Regions from separate parts of the Pan troglodytes genome. Here region 1 is linked to region 2. The links are chromatin contacts, called in public HiChIP or PLAC-seq maps. All regions are on one chromosome and are shown on one strand. Each heading gives the region's core, a stretch centred on a gene start, on an enhancer-like site or on the middle of the called end of the contact. The rest is flanking DNA. Distances are from core to core; before and after follow the strand shown. Region 1 holds the start of JAK2 (Janus kinase 2). Region 2 holds the start of CD274 (CD274 molecule).

Region 1 (3,029 bases), core at 180-2,679, 430 kb before region 2:
TAGGCTTATGAATAATATACCCCTTGTCCACCTTGTCTTCCACACCCACATCTCTAATATTAAGAAAATAACCTGCTCCCCCACAAAAATATCCTCAATATTCACCACTTCCAAATGGCTTCTCCCTGCAATTCACCAAGTCCAAATGGCTTCTCCCTGCAAACAGGCTGTGGACAGTAACAGATACCATGCCTAGTTACATAAGTATATCACTGCAAAATATAGAAACATCACTTATAATGAAAGTAATACTGCTTCAGAGTTCTAAAACAAGCATTTTCTTCCCCTCACAAAATAATCACATTTCCATTTCCACAGTTGTGATGCTTTTCATTTAACCATGACATTAAGCTCATCTTTAGCTCTTCTTCATTATGTGGGTCTGTGTTCTAGCTTTTACCTCAGTAGCAGTTTTTGTTTGCAGGAAAATAGGAACTCTTTTGGTAGTCACTGTTTGTAATTGCGGCCTTGATATTCTAAGCCATTGAGTCACAATTACTAATTAGAAATTCTTACTAACTTTGCCCATGTATTGCCTATGAAGCAGTAGCCATAGGAATGCAATTTTCCTGTAAATCCCTCCCTCTTATACAGCTCTAGTTCATTATTTACTTTAAAAGATTCAGGGTGAATTCAAGTAATTTCCTATGCTGCTATCATTTGCTTAAAGACCTTTTGCAATGGGTCTTATGTAAGAAGAAATGCAGGAGTTGCTTTGGTGAGGTTTATTTAAAGAAACCATTAAGTACAAGACAGACCTGAAGAGCAGCATCAGTTGTGTATGGGGAAACAGGAGCTATGAATGCGTCACTTGATTTAGGTTGACAGAAAGAGGGCTAATACTTGAAAAAATCCCTACACGATCTGGTGCCAGGCTACTTCTTTGGCCTCACCTCTTACCACTGCCCCCTCCTTCAGTGTCCTCCAGCCACAGTGACCTCTTTCCTGATCCTTGAACTTGCCAAACACTTTCCCTTCTCAAGGTCTTTGCCTTCAGGAGTCCCTCTGCCTGAAATTCTTTTCCCAGATAGTCATGGGACTGGTTCATTCTCATCCTTCAGATCTCTGCTCAAATGTCACTTATTCTAGGAAATCGTTCCTGGCCACCGTAAAATCGCACACCCCCTCCTCACTTTCTACTCCTTTTCTTTGTTATTATGTATATGGCAGCAGAAAATTATGCATTTTCTTAGTGGCAATTACACACCCCGCACATTATGCATTTAAAGCGTTGTTTGTTGTTTTGTCGCTTCCATCAGAATACAATCCAGTAGGGCAAGGAGTGTGTGGGGTCGTGTTCACCTAGTATCTCTGGGGACCTACAGCCCGGCACCTAGTAGACACTCAGTAAATATTTGAATAAATGAATGAGGCCCTTTGGCAGCCGGGAAGCCCGTCACAGCCGTCGTCTCCACCCTCTCCTGGGCTACACCAGGCCACGCCGGTCAAGTTGTTTCTCCTCCAGGAGAAACATTCGCTAGGCCTTGTTGCCAACCCGCAGGCAGCTGGGCGCTTCATCCCACCCTCACCCCTTTCCAGCCAAGGTGCCTGATCGGAGTCAGGCTCTCGAGGTCGCATTGCCACGAAACAGCGTGTGTGAGCGCGTCGTCCCCGGCCCCCGGCGCCACTTCCCCTCGGCCTAGCAGCCTGGGCTGGGGAAGGACAGGTCTGCTGTACCCGGGAAGTGGAAGGAAAAGCAGAAAGCGGAGAAGTGTGCGGGAGGGGAGTCTCCGCGCGGAGGCAGCCCGGCCTCCTCCTGTGCAGGCTGCGCGCTGGGGAGCCAGCCAGGCTGAGTCACTCCCGGCCGCGTCCCTGGAGGGCGGCGGCCACACCCACACCCGCCCATCTAGTGAGGGCCGGGCCCAGCGCTGGCACCTAGCTCCAGCCGGGCACCAGTGTTTCGCGAGGCGCCGCCGCCTTAACTTCCTTGCGCGCTCACGCCCAGGGGCCGTCCCAGGAATCTCCACGCGCGCTCGCCGGCTTCCCGAGAGGCAGCTGCCCTGCGTGGCCCGCGCCTGCAGGTCCCGCGACCAGCACCGAGCGGCGCACGCGCACTGCAGGACGCGCGTCCGGCTCTCCCCCAGCCTCTATCCGGCCCAGTCTCCTGCCATTCGGGGAGACTGCGGGCCAACCGGGAGGCTGAGTTCGAAGCTAGCCGGGCGGCGAAGCCAGTGTCGCCCGCGGCGTTGAGAAGACGGTGTGGCCCCGGAGAGGGTGGAGACAACTGTGACGGGCTTCCCGGCTGCCCGAAGTGGGAGTGGCGTGGGGCTGCAGGAAGGAGAGAGGAAGAGGAGCAGAAGGGGGCAGCAGCGGACGCCGCTAACGGCCTCCCTCGGCGCTGAGAGGCTGGGCCGGCGCCCGGCTCGCTTGGGTGTTCGCGTCGCCACTTCGGCTTCTCGGCCGGTCGGGCCCCTCGGCCCGGGCTTGCGGCGCGCGTCGGGGCTGAGGGCTGCTGCGGCGCAGGGAGAGGCCTGGTCCTCGCTGCCGAGGGATGTGAGTGGGAGCTGAGCCCACACTGGAGGGCCCCCGAGGGCCCAGCCTGGAGGTCGTTCAGAGCCGTGCCCGCCTCGGGGCTTCGCAGACCTTGGCCCGCCGGGTAGGAGCCGCCCCTGCGGGCTCGAGGGCGCGCTCTGGTCGCCCGATCTGTGTAGCCGGTGGGTGTTATCTCTGCCTGGCTTCTGGGTGGGGGGCAGCAGCTGTCTCTCCACCCCCTTCCTACCTTTTGATCCCGCCTGCCCCCTGCTAGTGGCAGCAAACTTCTGAGCCAGAAAAATCTTCCTCTTTAAGACGACACCTAGAACGAGTCTTGCTGGTGATATTTGCTTCCATTTGTGTCTTATAATTCCCGCGCCCCCGCCTCCTTATTCCTTTTTAAAATTTTCTAGACACTTAAACAGCCTAGAAAAAGCATTTGTTTCCCCTGGATTTATGTGGTAGTAGTTAACTGCTGCTTCTGTTTTTAGGTTTCAGAAGCAGGCAACAGGAACAAGATGTGAACTGTTTCTCTTCTGCAGAAAAAGAGGCTCTTC
Region 2 (2,928 bases), core at 270-2,769:
TCTGGGAAAGAAACACTGTCTGGGAAGTTAGTATTTAGACTTACCTCTTTCTGGGCCTTGCTCTCCTGGGTCTGGACTTGTAGTCTGAATGTGTTAGAGGACGCTCCCAGGTGGAAGGGTTAAAGGTGGAAGCCAAGCAGGAAGAAGAGCTTCCTTATGGGAAACCACACCTGAGAATAAATAAACCCATCACACCTTGTAAATTTCACCCTGGAGTTCAGTATTTTCAACATTCTTTCCTTTCCCAACTTCCCCATTCCTGGCAAAGTCATCTCCCAAAGTCTGGGAATATTCCCTAGGGTGTCCAGAACACTTTCAGCTATCTCCTCTTGCTCACAAAATATGTATCAGAAAATAAGCAAAAGTTGACCTTGCAATAGGGATAACTTTGATTTCACTCACTTGTATAAGTTAAGTCTTTTAAAAATTCTAACACTTTTTACCATGCATAAAAAAAAGTCTTGCTACTTATATAATTTTAAACATCACTGTGTCTCAGAGTGATGTTTTGCAGAGAATCCTGATTTCAATCCCTCTGTCTTCATTTTCCCTTTGATTCCTTCTGAGATCTTGGAAGGGGTCTTTAATGCTTCAGCCCTGCCTCAGGTGAGCTATAAATTACTATGGGAAGGTGTATTTCTGGGGAGGAGAAGTGGGGCCTGCAAGTTCCAGACAGCCTTTCTTCCGGTCACCTGTGAGTACCTAGATTTGATTTTACTTGGGGGGACATAAAAAATTAATTACATGAATTCTGTCATCGGGATTACTGCGCTGACTTATTTCCTGATCAGATGACACATTGCCTGAATGTATGACTGATCGTCTCACCACAATCATTTTCAATAAATATTTGCATCCCATTCAAACTAAGCCACATCCCCCTGCAAATTCCAGCCCAGAGCCCACAGCTTCCGGAGGTTTTCTGTAATTAACACCGCCCTCGCTCCCTGAGGCCAATTACTGTAATTTAGGTATTCCCCGCAATAGTGTGCTGATTTCTGTTGAGAGCACTCTGCCTGTTTTTCTCAACTCTATTTTAAAGCTACGGAGAGATCCGGAGTCCACGCCAGGCGACAAGAACGCGCTCTAATGGAACGAGATTGGCAATACCTATCAGCACCAGGGGCAGTGCGAGAGCCAAGAGCAGGCGCTCACGAGGAGCGGGCGCCCAGCGCTGCCTGGCAAGCCCGGAGCCCAGGAGATCGCGCTGACTGACATGGCCGGGCTGACCCTTCTCCCCACCCGCCTGCGGCCGGTGTTCACTCACTGGGCGGCGCTGGTGCCGGGACCAGGCGACCGGTACACAGACCTCCAGGCCCGGGCTCCTTTCGCCCGCTGCAGGGACCGGGCCTCGCTCCGCCCAGCGTTGGGATTGGCGCCCAGCTACAGTAGATGACGCACCTCAGCCAATTCGCGCAGCCCTCGGCTTCTTTAAAGAGCCAGCACTTCCGCCAGAAGCCGGGTGTGTCCTTCCGGGCCAGGCTCAGTGTTACCAGAGGTGGGAGGGGAAGGTCAAAAGAGGCAAATTCAAAGCCGCGGCGACTCAGCTGCCAGATTTTTGAGGTGAGGCAGAGGAAGCGGAGTGGAATTCTCAATTAAAGGCCTCTGTCCCCTTATCTGTTAAATTGGCACTATTAAAAAGTCATAAAGATAAGACAGAAACGAGAAAGAACAGAACTGACTGAAATTACCCATTCTTTTTTGAACAGAGCCGTCTTTCTCCCCTGCTGCTCAGAGAGATGTCAGTCTCGTCTCAACCTCACCAGCAATTTCTATCTTGAATAAGCCAAGTCTCTCTCCCAGCCTGAGAGAATGCTTGAATTGTTGGCACTCTGTTCTTTGCTACCAAATGGCTTGGAAAAATAGCATGAACGTCACCAGTCTCTGGCCTTCAGGAAAGTCCCTGCTAACCACCACAGCGGTGGAGAAGGCGTCTAACTTTCTCCAGGCTCAGCGTGTGAGTGAACACCGCCCTGACCTCCTGGGCGCGTCCTGATGCTCTCAACAGCAGCCCTCAGGATTCTGGACTGTGGGTCCCACATTCCAGATACCATTTGTGGAATGGCTGGATGAGAAAATTGCAACAGCACCCTCATTTCCAGTTGAGGGAATGGGCGGGTTACCAGGAGGTTTGACACTCTTGAAGGGAGGTTAACAAGTGATGCAAGAAGTAAGGAATCGTGTTTGAGTGCACAGACTCTAGCATAAACACACCTACCTTCAATTTCTAGCTCTGTCACTGTCACTCTGAATTTATTACCTCTGCAATAGGACTAAAGCCATCTAATTTATTGGATTGTGAGGACTAAAAGATAATATATGTGGGCATTTAGCACAGTGTCGGGCACATAGTTCGCCTTCCATAACCAGTAGTAACCAGTAACGGCGGGGAGCTGTTACTAACTATAGGGCTGAGGGGGTGGGGGAAGGAAGCAGTTACTAAAACAAGGCGAGAGCGGTAGCTGTGGCTGTACGAGAGTAACCAACTGGAACTGTGTCGTTCAGTAGAGGAAAGCAAGCAATGCCAACTTTTCACCAAGTAAGGTGAGATTCTATAGTTGTAGCCAGTGCTGAGACGTCAGCCCAAAGCAGGGACAGAGTGGAGAAGACCCACCTCTCTGTTCTCCCAGCTCTGATATCCAGCTGGGGTCTTCCACTGGCTGGATCCACCAGGAAGCCAGAAGACACTGGAGCTAGGTCTGTGTAGTCTGTAGAGGTCAGCCTACTAGGCACAATGCCTGGAGGGATAAATAGAAAATATCCAGCACACCGTTTCTTTTTTTGTTGTTTTTACACTTTAAGCTCTAGGGTACATGTGCACAACGTGCAGGTTTGTTACCTATGTATACATGTGCCGTGTTGGTGTGCTGCACCCATTAAGTCGTCATTTACATTAGGTGTATCTCCTAATGCTATCCCTCCCCCCTC

Evidence for each region. HiChIP or PLAC-seq counts read pairs in DNA pulled down with a chosen protein or histone mark.
Region 1: an H3K4me3 HiChIP or PLAC-seq map of stem cell-derived excitatory neurons shows a contact between it and region 2, with 4 times the contacts expected there. The contact joins the promoter of JAK2 here to the promoter of CD274 in region 2. A contact is called at or near these places in 1 of 7 Hi-C or Micro-C datasets (stem cell-derived neural progenitor cells) and 1 of 1 datasets of contacts at active chromatin or transcription factors (stem cell-derived excitatory neurons).

Annotation. Positions count from the first base shown.
Region 1 is chr11:110,919,671-110,922,699 of NHGRI_mPanTro3-v2.0_pri, reverse strand. JAK2 (Janus kinase 2) reads left to right here and starts at 1,429. Exons shown (of 25, transcript XM_016960555.4): 1 at 1,429-2,596; 2 at 2,964-3,029.
Region 2 is chr11:110,486,091-110,489,018 of NHGRI_mPanTro3-v2.0_pri, reverse strand. It overlaps CD274 (CD274 molecule), which reads left to right and starts at 1,519. Exons shown (of 8, transcript XM_001140705.6): 1 at 1,519-2,544. It overlaps PLGRKT (plasminogen receptor with a C-terminal lysine), which reads right to left and starts at 1,450. Exons shown (of 6, transcript XM_063788739.1): 1 at 1,268-1,450; 2 at 45-170.